Linked DNA regions of Mus musculus: regions 2, 3 and 4 are each linked to region 1. A link is a contact called in public Hi-C, capture Hi-C and promoter capture Hi-C data. All regions are on one chromosome and are shown on one strand. The core of a region is the stretch at or near the end of the contact, and the rest is flanking DNA. Distances in the headings are between cores, read along the strand shown.

Region 1 (3,179 bases), core at 346-2,845:
GCTGGTCAACTTGGGTTGCAGAAACCCCCTAACCCAAGTTGCCAACCCTGAAGTCCCTCTCTTAACCCTTCCCAGGAAATGTCCCGGCCTCGCCGCCCGCCATCAGGGTTCCCGGGCTCCTGAGCCTCCAGGATGACAGAACGCCAGCTTGGCCAAATCACTTGATTGCCAGACTGCCTAAACGCAAGATCTGCCTCTCTGGGTGACTCTGGCAGAGGGGGGTGGGGTGGGATGTACATCGGCAGGTGCTTTTACGCTGCGCTCGCCAGGCGGAGCCTTCTCCCCCTGCCATGTTGCTCGCGGTCCTCTCCGGCCTCCCTCATCTCCCTAGGCGTCTCTTCGCCCTAGGCAAGAGTTTGGCGTAGGCAACGAAGGGGCCCTCGTGACTGGCAGAGCAGCCTAGGGTAGACCAGCCTGAGACCGCTGCTGAGGCGGAGGGGGGTTGGTGTGTGTGTGTGTGTGTGTGGGGGGGAACTACGCTGCGCCCTTGTGGGTCTGAAGGCAGCCGCTACCAGCCTGTAGAAGATAAGGGTTCACTTCCTTGGGAGAAACTCATCTGGTTTGGGGCCCTGGTTGGGTGGGTATGGGGGACAAGCAGAGTCCAGTCACTTAAATTAGAGGGTAAATTGTTCAAGGGACTCGTACACAACACTTCCATCAATCCCATACCCGCTCCCGCCCCCAATCTCAGTATACATCCCTGCGGTTTTGTCTTAGACTAGGGGTAGGACTGCCCTGGACTGAATGAAGGGACCATTCACCACCCCCACCCCTCCTGTTTCACTCACCCTTCAATTCTTAACCCTGTCTTCTTCTGTGTCCACGAACCCATCTCCTGGGGTGGGCTACAGCTAGCTGAGCTCCAGAGTGTCCTCCCCAGACCCAAGACTACAAGTTCAAAGCCAGTACCCAAGATTTTCTCGCAAGACCCACGACTCCGGGGAACTGCAATCTTCTTTGGTTACCTCTCCCCAGACAGTATTCCCATTTCCAAACGTGGAGGAGGCGTGTGTGTGTGTGCCTGAGTATGCAAGAGTGTGTGTTTCTGTGCGTGAGTGCGTGTGTGTGTGTGTGTGTGTGTGTGTGTGTGTGTGTACACGGGAGGGGATGTACTGATGGTGATCTTTTACATGAAAACCGGAGGACTGAACTTAAAAGAAACTGGTCAATTGTAGAACAAATAGGAATAAACAACCCTTTAGATGTAATTTGTGGTTTATTAGGGGGTGCAGGTGGCGCTGAAGAACACCCCCCCATCCAGTTTTTTTTTTTTCCTTAACTGCGCCTCCACCCCCAGCATTTGGAGCGGCGGAGAAGCGGCTCCGGAGTGATTAATCCGGGGATAATTCACCCCCCCCCCGCCCCCCGGCGCGAACCCCGCGAAGCGGGATTGGAGCGAGTCATTTCCGAGAGCGCAGCGCGCCTCTCCCCGGCCGGGCGGACACTTGGTTCATTCCAGCCGCAGAAGCTCAGGGCTCCCGCGTACCGGGATTTTTTTCCCCCCCTCCCGGAGCAGGAAGAAAAAAAAAAAAAAAAAAAAAAAAAAAAGCTACAGAGCTCTCCTGACCTCCTTTCTCCTCGGCGGCGGGCGAAGCCTCTCCCTCGGGCTGCTGGCCGCGCTATGCCGCGCTCGCGGGGACCGGAGCAAGGATGTTGCGGCTGCCCGGCAGTGAGGGCTCGCGGCGAAATCGGGATTTGGGCGCTTGTGCCGGGTACCGGGAGTCGCTGGGGCCGCCCGCCGCCACCACCACCGCCGCCACCACCGCCGCCACCGCTGCTGCTGCTGCTGGGCTGGGGGCTGCTCAGTGCCTCGGCTGCCGCGGGTGAGTCTGACCGCGCCGCCCGCCCCACCCGAGCCCACCCAACCTCGACGCGGTCCCAGTCCCTTCCCCCACCTCGGCTTGGCTTCCTTCTTCCGATTACCCACCCTGCTGCTCATCCTCCTCTCTGTCTGCCCAGATCACCTACTCCATCTTCGACCACATCCTCACCTCTACCCTCATGGATGTCCCCAACCCCAGCTACAACTTAGCCGGATCCGGCCGGTATGGGGGGCCTGGGAGACAGACATCCCCCTCCATGGGTTGCGGGCCACCTGGACTGTGGCTTCAGTTTCTCCTGTCTCCCAGCCCCCCAAGATGCCAAGCTTTTCCGGGATAAACTTTCCCAGAGCCATACTCCCCCATCTCTCCCCATTCCGCCTGGCACACCCGTCCTGGGGGTTGGAGAGTCTCGGCGCGCCCCCTCCGCGTCTGGAGGGTCTGTCTTTCCCTGCCCCCGCCCATTTTCTCCGACCAAAGCCTTTGCCCCCGCCCAAACAGCCCTGAGACTGCGGTCACCACCCACCTCCTCAGACGCCCTCCGCCCGCCCCCTCGGTGCTTGGGCTGGGGGCGGGATGCAGGTGGGCGCGCGCCCAGGTCGGGGGTCCGTGCAATCTTTCTTGAAGGGCTCATGTGAAGATCTGAAGGGGGGTTGAACCACTGGAGGTGGAGGAGGAGGTCGTGCCGGGTGGGGAGGGAGGAGGGGGAATGTCACTGCCAGGGTCCGTGCCGACACATCCCCTCTACTGGCTCCTACTCCGCGCCAAAGTGCCCTTTCCCGCGCCCTGCTGCAGCCAAACGCCTGGGCTGCGGCATCCGTGGCTCGGGTGGCAGACTCGATCTCCTTAAGCCAGCCCGGACAGACCTGAAGGGTGTGGAGAGTCGCGGGACTTTAGGATGGATGTGTGGTTGCAGCTTACAGTTCCTGGGAGAGAGGCATGTGGACCCTTTAGTGAGCCCAGTTGCTCTAAAGGTTGTTGGTTTCAACTGGTCTTCTACTTTACCCACGGCACCTTCAGATGCTTAGCCACAACCTAGAAAGTTCCGTGTGCCCGTGGGGGGACCGGTCCAAACGGGGATGCCTGGAGCTGCGTTTTCACTTTACTGGATGCTGACACCCGCTGGGGAAGAACACCCGAAGCACCTGATGCCTGGGCCTGGAGCCGGGACACCCCGCCCCACAGTAGTGGTTTTGTTGTTGTTGCTTGTTTGCTTGGTGTTTTAAAACCACAGGTTGAGCCTCTCAAGCCTTGTCCTGGGCCATCCCCAAGCCCTGGCGCTTCTTGGAAAGTGTGCCCCCTCCCGTGGTTGGCCAGTGTGTGGTAAAAACTCTCATGCCCTCTCTGGCTTTCAGCATC
Region 2 (3,179 bases), core at 359-2,858, 670 kb after region 1:
GATCTGAGCACGTGGGTTGTGTATCTCATGGGAGATCCTGGGCCAGATGTGGAAATGACCACAGTTAGCAAGGATGGGGTCTTACCCACGGGACCAGGCCTATATTACATATCTTTTATACATTAATTCTTTAATGGCTCTTACCCACTGGACCAGGCCTGTGTAACTAATACATTAGTTCTTTAATGCTTCCAACATTCCTATCCTGTCTTATTGGTGAAGAAACTGAGGCACAAACAGATTATAGAACTTGCCATAGATCACACGGCTGATGAATGGCTAAGCAGAATGTTAACCCAAGTAGGTTTGCCTCTCTGTCTGTGCTCTTAAGTCGCAGTTTAGAAGGAAATTGGATTTTAAGTCAGTCTGGTGGGAAGAAATATTTATATATTTTAAATGATCTTAAAGTGTCTAGATAGTTCATTTAAACCACAGGGCCTAATCCAGTAATCCGTCCATGCTACATTAAAATCAGTGAACCACTGAACTAAACAAGTCCATGGGAGTGCTTGTCCCTTTAAGTGAATTACCAGATCAACAGAGATGAAGGCAGAGAGACAGAATCCTAGAGTCCCCTACCAACTGGGTGACTTTATGTTTTGTGACTTCAACACTTGCCACTTGTCACGGAATATATTTCAATCTTGAGTGACAGTCCTATTAGGGAAGGTGTTCTTATGCCTAAACCTAAGTTCAATGAGCCTGGTATAATGAGGTGCCTTTAGAATATAGCTTTGGAGTAGGATAAGCCAGGATTGGAATCTAAATGTGTGAAGTACTGGAGGAATAAGTATGGACATTTCCTTGCCCAGCTTCGATGGTTCAGTGTCTGGATCAGTAAAGTGGCCATAGCAACAGTGCAATTAAGAGTGGATGTAAAATTTTTTGATAGCTTGAGCACACATGGATTGAATGATTAACTATAGGCTCCTAACAGCTGTTTGGCCCAGGCCTCATCTGTAATATGTGTACCGGGTTTATGCCTCAGAAGGACATTGTCGGGCAGTGCAAAGGTGCTCCACTGCTGATGTATGAAATTTCTTTCGACTGTTTGTATACAGTCTTCCCCTCCACCGCTTGGAATTGTGAAGAACGCAGGAGAGCCCTGGGCCTGATGTTCTCACATTTCCACTTTACAATGTAGTGTGGTGGTTGTGTGACTTTGGGTGTGTGGCTGAGCCTCTCTGAGCATAAACTCGCCCCAGTATCAAATTAAGTTTATGATATGTACTTCCTAAAGCTACCAGAGAGTTAGCTGCAGAAAAGTGTGAGGCACGTGGTTTAAGTGTTCAGAGCCTTTCCGGAATCTGAATTTCCCTGTCTAGACCAATTTGAGGTGCTCTCCATATGCAGAATAGGAAAAGTACCCGGAGTCCCAGTGCGGAGTTCAGGTAGAGGAGATGCTCCAAAGGGATGGCAAGGCTCCAGAGCCTGCGCCCCCTCCTCCGCCCTCCCCTCCGTTGCCATGGCCACCGGTTCAGTCCCAGAGCAGCACCAAGGCGTGTTCAATTCAATCTCCGCCTTCTCCGAGTGACGATTGGCTGGAGTGGGCACGTGACACTCTCCGGTATGCTAATACATGGTAATCGCCCCCCAGGCCCCTCCTCCGCGGGCCACAGCTGGGCAGCCAGCAGGGTGCGCGGCGGAGAGCCGAGGGGGCGGGCTGAGGGGCGGCCCCGGGAGAGCGCGGCCAGGTGGAGGAGGAGCGCGGAGGCCACCGCAGGTAACGGGCGGGCGCGTGCGCGCTGGGGCCGGCTGGCGGCGGCGGGGCGGCGCGCGGGGGACACCCGGCGTCGCGCGGCGGGTTTAACCCTTTGGGCACCCAGCTGTCACGGTGCGGCGAGAGGGCCCTGCGGCGCAAGGCTGGGCAGCGCGGTGGACACCGGTTCACCGCCGACGCGGACCCGGCCGCGATGAGGACCGCGGCGATCTCTGGAGTCAGGGTTTGCGGGAGGCAGTAGGAGAGCCGCTGAAGTCCCTGCAGTCGCGTGATCTCGGGGGCGCGTGGCCTTCTTACATGGAGAGGCCCGCCCCTGCGGCCCGTGTCCTCTGGGGGACTGTGGAGACACCGGGGTCCGGCCTCCCCACCGCGCGCCTGCTCTTCCGTGGCCTGACAGCCCAGCCACAGGCACTTTAGATACCGAGTTAAGCCTGGTGGGGGTTGCTGGGCATCGAAGGCGAGATCGAGATGGTGCGTTGGGGAGCAAACTGTGGTTGTTGTTACTGGAAGAAAAGAGCTCTCTCCTTAAGCAAAGCAGGTCCCACGGTAGAGAAGGAGGGGTGCCCAAGGTAGGCACTGCCCCCTGTTTTCTGACCTGACAACCGTGGGGAACAGACCTTGGGCACTAGAGTATGTTGTCGTGTCCAGAGGAAGCTCCTGTTTTGCTTTAGTTTCTGGCGTATTCTTTTAATGGCTAGGTTTAAATCAACTTCCTCCTCCATCTCCGCGCCTAGGTCTGCTACAGAAATGTTGTCTTCTAATTACCCCTTCCCCCAATTCACTAAGACTGGTGGCCGCATTAGGCTCGTGGTGTAATTTAGCCTTCGCCACAATAGAAATGCTAGCACGGAGCTGTGCTGCTAATATCAAGCCAGCCCCAGGAGGTTTAGTGTGGAGGGGAAATGCTCCAGTCTCTGGGGTATGAAAAGCAGACTAATGTGCTCTCATGGTCGGAGCTTACTTTATGAGTCTCAAATCGTTTCTTCACAACAAGGGGAAACGTGCTTCCACATGAAAAGTCCCAGCGACCAAACCTAGGTTTGCAAATCAAATGCGAATTGTACTTGCAGGTTGCGTATTTATCAACACAACGACAAACACTTGGTATAAACCAGGCACGCTGTTGTGTCTAGAGGATGCTACACTGACTAAGATAATTAGCCCTTGTCCTCAGAGAGGTGGTGGAAGAGACAAACTGTTAGCCAAAGTGATAGCAGAAGAACAGATGCAAGAATGGATCTGTTAAATGTATGCAACGTCAAAGAAGGCTTCCCAGAGAGCATACTTCAGCAAAGTGTTGAAGGATGAATAGGAGTTTGTTGCAAAGGTTAGGGAGGACATTGAAACAGAAGGCTCAGTGAGTGGTGTGACTAAGGAAAATTCTCTCAGGTGAATAGCTTCCCCCGCCCCTTCTTTTTATTTGGGAATTGGCTTTATACTGCAATCCTGCCTCCTTTAC
Region 3 (3,179 bases), core at 432-2,931, 660 kb before region 1:
GCATCTCTGTTCCAATATCCCCTTAGGGTCTGTTCTCAAATTACTTCGAGTCTGAACCCGCCCTGGTCAGTCTGTTCCTGTTTCCCTTGGTTTTAGTAGCCCTCAAACTCAATTTGCAATTTAAACCTTGGTCTTTTGTTTGTTTGTTTTTGTTCCCATTTATCATCTGCCTGTCCAATTAACATGCCTACTTGACTGGCTGGCTGCTTCAAGTTTGGTATCACTCAGTGTTCATTCAGTAGGCACTGGATTTGCACACTCAATTCAGAGCTTGAGAGTGGAGTTCTCAGAGAGGCTGTGGGAGGGCTGGGCAGAACGGCAGAGGACCAACCGAGCCAGGAATTAGATGGCAGTATTGCTGCCCTCCACAGGGTCTGTCTTTTGAGAATCTCAGTTCTCGACTAGATGGGGGTATCTGGGAAGCCCTAGAGCGTGAAGACCCTTATGGGTTTGGTCCTGGCACTTACTTTTAAACCTTCCAGGGAGGGCCAAAGATTAGCACCTGGATTCTGACCCCCCAGGAAATGCCAGGACTGCGTTTACTAGCTGGGAGAAATCCAAGAGAATTCTGTAATGTCGCTAACCCTGTTCCTTATCTCTTATCTTGGATTACTGCAAGAATCTTCGACTGTTCCCTCCCCAGCCGGCTCTTCCTGGGAGTGCTCAAGGAGAGTGAAGGGGAGGAGGAGTTCCTTCCACCCGGTACCCCCTAAGGATGCCACGTCTGGGGCTCCCCATTTTGGTGCAGGCTACCTAGTCCCTTCTAAGACACACCCCGAGACAGACTCACCTGAAAAGAATTTCTCGCCTAGCCCGTGCTGAGGACTGGCAGAGCCGGTTCTGGATCCCCTGTTGCCCCCCAACTCCCGTTTCCAGCTACTAGAACGATTATTACTATTTTTTTAATCCAGTTTTTATCCAGCTGCGGGACCCAACCGCTCCATCTCTTTCTACCCCGCAGCACTGTGGCTGGCCCCAAAGGTATAGCTCCCCTCTTGGGCCCCGGGCCCCGTTTCCTTCCTTTCTAGACAGTTTGGGAGCTTTGTGAACCTGTGACTCGCGCGCGCGCGCGCGCGCGTGCGGGTGTGTATGTCCCCTTCTGTGAACCTTCCAGTGTCCGGAACCGCCACCTGCTCCAGAATGCTGGTGTATGTATGAGTGTGTGGGGTGGAAGTGGGAGTGGGGGCGGGGAGCAGAGCTTTGGGTTAGGGTGCTCCTTCCCTGCGCTTCTGCAGCATTAAATCTCCATGCTGGGCGCGTGGGCAGGCCCCAGTCCAGCCCCCCAGGGGATCCCCATAGAGAGGGGTTCTCAGCTGCCTTGGATTGTCGCCCCTTCCCGGTACTTACAGTCAGCGGCGCCGCCACCGTGGGAGCCTGGCTCCACGTGCCCAAGACCCACAGCAGAGGAGGAACGAGGCGGGAGCCAAGCCGAGCTCTGTGGCCTCGGTGAGGCTCCTGGCCAGCACAGCCAGAGGCAGCGTGGAGGAGGGGCGGCCGGGGAGGAGCCCGGAGTCGCCTCAGGGATGCAAGTTCTAATCCAGGAGCAGCTGCGCTGACTAGGGAACAGCAGGCTCCTTTGCGGAGGCTCCGCGTGCTCGCCTGTGGAATGGGGGCATTGGTGGCCACTGGCAGGGCTGTTGCAAGGACTGCAATGACATTAGGGTGTGAAACACCTTGCAAACTGTTAAGTGCCGTGGCAGTAGGGATGGCAATAAATGACACGCCTACGCTGGTTACCACGGATACCCCGTCTGCGCCCTGCCCATTTGGATCCCAGCCTGCTGCAAAGTTTCAAAGTTTTCGTACGCTCTTGGGGGCCCCCCTCCCGCCCTGTTTGCATCCCTGATGGCATTTTCCAGGGAGGCAGTGTATCTTTGAGACAGTCTTTCGGGGCTCACACTGTGCTGGCCACCGGAAGGGACACAACCAGGAAAAGAAATCTCAGGGGCAAGGATGGTGTTTGGAGAGATTTTAGATGACCCAGTCTGCCCAAAGGAGTGTGAAGCAGGGTGGGAGGCCCAGCTTGTGAAGGGTGGGAGACCTGCGCTTGAGGGGCTCTGGAGACTAAGATGTTCAGTCTTATTCGTGGGCCAGGACTGAGATCCTAAAAGCCCTATCGCCCCAGGAACGGAAATCCAGGGTTTCCCTGGGATCCCCAGATCTTACTCACAACCTTGCCCGAGGCTTCACTGTCTAGACAGAGATGACTGATGCCCGACCCTGGTAACCATTCATTCCACTTGCTGGGACGATATCCATTGATGCGGGCTTCTGATCTACAAAAGGCAGCCTACATTAGGAGGCTCTGTTACTGTCTCCTACTACCCAGAAGGATTCCCGTTCGCCTGAGCGGAGCGCCTGAGACAAGGTTGCTTCTCTTAGGAGCTGCATATCATTCATACAGCACGCAAAGGAAAGATCTCTGATCTACATTGAAAAGAGAAAAGGAGAGGCCCCGAGATAAACCCAGGGACACATAGAAGTAACAGAGCCAACTCCAGGGACCTCAGTGACGTTGGCATTGGCTACGGCAAAGCCCTGTGGCAGAGGCTACCTTGTGCTTGCTATGGGCAGAGCAATTATCAGCACTATGGCTGGGCAGTGCCAGTTTTGTTGTTGTTGTTTTTTTTTTTTTTTTTTTTTTTTCTGGATGACTCTGCTAATGTGCCTGGGTGATGGGATTGGGGGACCCTGACCCTGCCACCTGCTGCTCATTCTCAATTATTTCCCTAGACTTCAGAGCAAAATGCCTGGTCCCATTTCCTCACCTCCCACTCATGCTTCAACCCACCAGAAGATTTCTGTCCCTGCTGTGCTACAAGAAAAGCCTTGTCAAGGTAACTCTGATCTCCACGATGCTAAATCCCACACAGTAATAAATCCGTGACCTCCTGAAACAGCTGTCACAGAGTCCCGCCTTTCTTCTTGAAGCACCTTCCACCCCCAGCTTCCTTGACACCCATCTCATTTCCTGGTCCCTGGGATACCTTCCATCAGGCCTGTACTGTGGGTGCTCTGGGCCAGGCCCAGCATCTCCTGTCCCAGGTGAGCTCACCCAATCCTAGGGCCCTACCACCCATTCACTGACATGCTCCTGTGTTCACGGCTGGCACTAACAAACACTAGATTGTGCAACCACGACTGCCCACATGTCCACCAGGCTAATAGGTTCTGGTTCT
Region 4 (3,179 bases), core at 211-2,710, 550 kb before region 1:
GAGAATGAATGAAAATGTCTCAGCCATGCTGGAAAACAGCCTGGCAGAGTTTTGTAAAGTTAGCCACACATGTACCACAGGCTCTGGCTGTCCTAGCCCTGGGTAACTAAAGAAGGGCAATCTTATGATCGCCACAGAAGCCTGTACACAAACAGCTGATTTAGTCATTAAGTCTGTAGGAACAGGGAATCCTAGGCTGAGTTATGCAATAGTATGGTTGAGTCTCAAAGTGTTAAGTGAAAGAAACCATTTTCTAAAATGCATACTTTACAGTTTTGTTTCTATGATGTCTTAGTCTTTTGGGTTGACACTCTGTAAAACCTCTGACAAGGTTACCCATAAAGAAAAATTGTATTTCTCATAGCTCTGGAGTATATGGGAAGTCCAACATCAAGGTGGTAGCATATGGTGAGGGCTTTCCTGCTATGCATCCGGACCTGGACTGCTTGAGAGAGAACAAGGCTCTCTCCCCATGAGTTGTTGCATATCTAACTGTGAGGGTGGAGACTTTGCGCTCTAACCTCCCATTGGGGCCCATCTCTCCACACCTGTTGTGATGGGGTTTGGGTTCCCAAATCCTGCCTTTGGGGGCTGGGCTCAAACTAAGCATGTGATATTCTGGAAACTTATCAGCTCAGAGAGAGGATGGACTGCTGGCTCGCCATGGTGGAAGGAGATGGACTCTGAAGGAGCAGCGTGCAGGTGTATCCTGGGTGAGGACACAGTGGAGTCCTAACTGGGAACAGCTACACATCTCTATGCTCTGTTGCATCTGGCAGAGCTGTACACCAGAACAAGTTGATTTTTCCATATTTAAAGTTAAAAATATGTATGATGTGGAGCAAAAGCTGTGCTGGGTGGGAAGATTCTAGTGCTAAGTGCTCTTCCCAGAAAAGAAGGCTGAGTTAATTAACTGGAACACGGCTTGGCTTTAGCTTCGGCGCTGCTGAGGTTCTGGGCTGGAGATGGGAGCTGGTTACTAAAGTGAGGGAGGTAGGGAAGGGGGCTTGCTCACTGTAGGGTGCTTAACAAAATCCCTTGAAACAGACACACTGTGTGCTGCTGCCATCCTGTCTCCAGTCATGATCATCATAGGTGCAACACCGCCTCTGGCTGAGAAGACCTGCACTGAACGGAGGATGAGGAGCAGAAAAAAAAGATCCAAAAATAAGAAGGCAGAAAAGAACAAAAAAACCAAAATAACAGCGAAAGAGGGAAGTCAAGGCTAGCAAGAGCTCAGAGGGGAAAGGTGCTTGCTGCCAAGCTTCATGACCTGAGTCACAATGCTCACAAATTGTCCTCTAACCTCTGCATGTAGGTTATAGTATGGGTACATGCATACATATAAAAAATGTAATGAAACCCACGGAAATCAGACACGCATCAGAGAGAGTTGTTTGTGAAAGGTGGTAAGACTGAGAAATCTCTGGTGAGAGTTGTCAGGGAGACGGGAGGCAGACAAAACAGAGGGATAAAAAGGAACATGCCCAAGATGCTTAGATGCAAATGGTCACTGAGAACAACGAGCAGCTTGGTGCTAGTCATTTGGAAAATGTAGGTGAGACGCAAAAATTTTCTGGAGAAATATAAACCCCAGAAGCCATCCAAGGAAGAAATCTAAAGCTTGCACGGTCTTACAGTTTTTAAATAAGTGAAATTATCAATTTTGTGATTTTTTTTAAACAAAAGAAAATACCAGATACTCCCACATGATTTTATTAGTGAGTTCTAGCGAGCATTTGAGAAATCAATACCTCCAAACTAGACAAAGAGGAAACACGACCCAGCCCATTTCGTGAGCCTAGCATTATCTTTAGCAGAAATTCTGACAGTAGGGGAGGGGAACGCAGATGCATCGCTCTGAGCCAAATATCGGCCGACAGAATTCTGCGGTACAGAAGCATGCTAACGTGCCCTAAGCTAACCTGCACAAGGAACGGAAGGTTGTGTTCATCTTAGAGCATAAAAAAAAAAATCAATGTGATTCCTTATACTAACAATGAAAGGAGAGAGCAATTAGATCCTTGTAACACACACACACACACACACACACACACACACACAATGGAATAAACTCCAATGCTGATGTGTACTTCTTTTTAAAAGTCTTTGGGAACCAACGATAAAAGACGATTCCTCCACTTCACTGCACATCACCCCTAAAAACCTCACTCTAAATACTACGCCTAAAGGTGAGACTTTAGAATATCCTCTGTGAGACAAACCACACACACACACACACACACACACACACACACAAAACCAGGCTCCTTGCCTGCAGTGATGACGTACGTCTCTCTAAGATATACCAAAGGTCTCCGCTGACAGAGCTAGACAAATATCATACACAATAAAGTAAAAGAAGAAATAAGGATTGGGATCATCAGACTCATTATTTTGAGATGATGGATAGTAAACACGGGACTCTCCGGAGAATCGGACAATACATTATTAGAACTAATAAAAGCTCTCTGGATGTAGAGCCAGCATAAATTTAATTGGATTTTCTACATGGACAACACACAGATGGAATTGTGCTTAAAGTCGACGTCATTTACAGTAGCATCAATAAAATAAAATAGCCAGGGATAAACCTAAAACGTGTGGTGCAGCATAGGGGAAATATAAAGTTTATATATATAAAATAGATCGGAAGGAAATGATGTAAAAATGTTTGCATTCCCAAATCGATCTGTATATTCAATGCAATTCCGATAAAGATCCAGCATATTTAATTTTGCAAAGATCCCAACACACTGGTTTGAGCTTTATAGGAGGGCTTGAGGTGAATCTCTGTGGTAGAATGATCATCTGCTGTGGAGGTCTGGTCTGAATATGCTTGGCCCATGGGAAGTGGCACTAGTAGGAGGCTTGGCCTTGTTGGAGTAGGCATGGCCTTTTGGAGTAGGCGTGGCCTTATTGGAGTAGGCATGGCCTTGTTGAAGTAGGTGTGGCCTTGCTGGAATAGGTGTGGCCTTGCTGGAGTAGGTGTGGCCTTGCTGGAGTAGGTGTGGCCTTTGTTGGAGGGAGTTGGTCACTGTAGGACTGGGCTTTGAGGGCCTATGCTCAAACTTCCCCCAGGGTTGAAAAGAGACCCTCCTCCTGGCTGCCTGCAGGAGTCTCCTTCTGGCTAGTTTTAGATCAAGATGGAGAACTCTGAGCTCCTTCTCCAGCACCAT

Evidence for each region. Promoter capture Hi-C pulls out the DNA fragments that hold promoters and counts their contacts. Hi-C and Micro-C count contacts between places; a contact is called where the count stands out from the background. Capture Hi-C pulls out chosen DNA fragments and counts their contacts.
Region 2: a contact with region 1 is called in a capture Hi-C map of embryonic stem cells, with 4 times the contacts expected there. The contact joins the promoter of Phc2 here to the promoter of Csmd2 in region 1. A contact is called at or near these places in 2 of 484 Hi-C or Micro-C datasets (both in embryonic stem cells), 4 of 115 datasets of contacts at active chromatin or transcription factors (astrocytes, embryonic hindbrain, embryonic stem cells and 1 more) and 1 of 9 other capture datasets (embryonic stem cells).
Region 3: a promoter capture Hi-C map of neural stem cells shows a contact between it and region 1. The contact joins the promoter of Gjb3 here to the promoter of Csmd2 in region 1. A contact is called at or near these places in 2 of 39 promoter capture datasets (neural stem cells and second pharyngeal arch cranial neural crest) and 3 of 115 datasets of contacts at active chromatin or transcription factors (astrocytes, embryonic forebrain and forebrain).
Region 4: a contact with region 1 is called in a Hi-C map of cerebral cortex, with 5 times the contacts expected there. The contact joins the enhancer-like site here to the promoter of Csmd2 in region 1. A contact is called at or near these places in 3 of 39 promoter capture datasets (cranial neural crest, hippocampal neurons and second pharyngeal arch cranial neural crest), 1 of 484 Hi-C or Micro-C datasets (cerebral cortex) and 6 of 115 datasets of contacts at active chromatin or transcription factors (astrocytes, embryonic forebrain, embryonic hindbrain and 3 more).

What each region holds. Positions count from the first base shown.
Region 1 is chr4:127,986,449-127,989,627 of GRCm38.p6, forward strand. Csmd2 (CUB and Sushi multiple domains 2) reads left to right here and starts at 1,596. Exons shown (of 71, transcript NM_001281955.1): 1 at 1,596-1,823. The coding sequence starts at 1,622. It also overlaps a transcript of CK137956 not described here.
Region 2 is chr4:128,653,094-128,656,272 of GRCm38.p6, forward strand. It overlaps Phc2 (polyhomeotic 2), which reads left to right and starts at 1,609. Exons shown (of 15, transcript NM_001195130.1): 1 at 1,609-1,723.
Region 3 is chr4:127,329,155-127,332,333 of GRCm38.p6, forward strand. It overlaps Gjb3 (gap junction protein, beta 3), which reads right to left and starts at 1,682. Exons shown (of 2, transcript NM_001160012.1): 1 at 1,348-1,682. It overlaps Gm40251 (a long non-coding RNA gene), which reads left to right and starts at 209. Exons shown (of 4, transcript XR_868156.3): 1 at 209-981; 2 at 2,734-2,837.
Region 4 is chr4:127,441,326-127,444,504 of GRCm38.p6, forward strand. No RefSeq gene overlaps it. Among named protein-coding and RNA genes, the nearest start is that of Gm40252, 26 kb to the left of the region's middle. Within about 2 kb of position 1,461, at least 6 of the 459 cell types and tissues checked have an H3K27ac peak or open chromatin away from gene starts, as enhancers often do. A contact at or near this core is called in cerebral cortex, where this site is marked.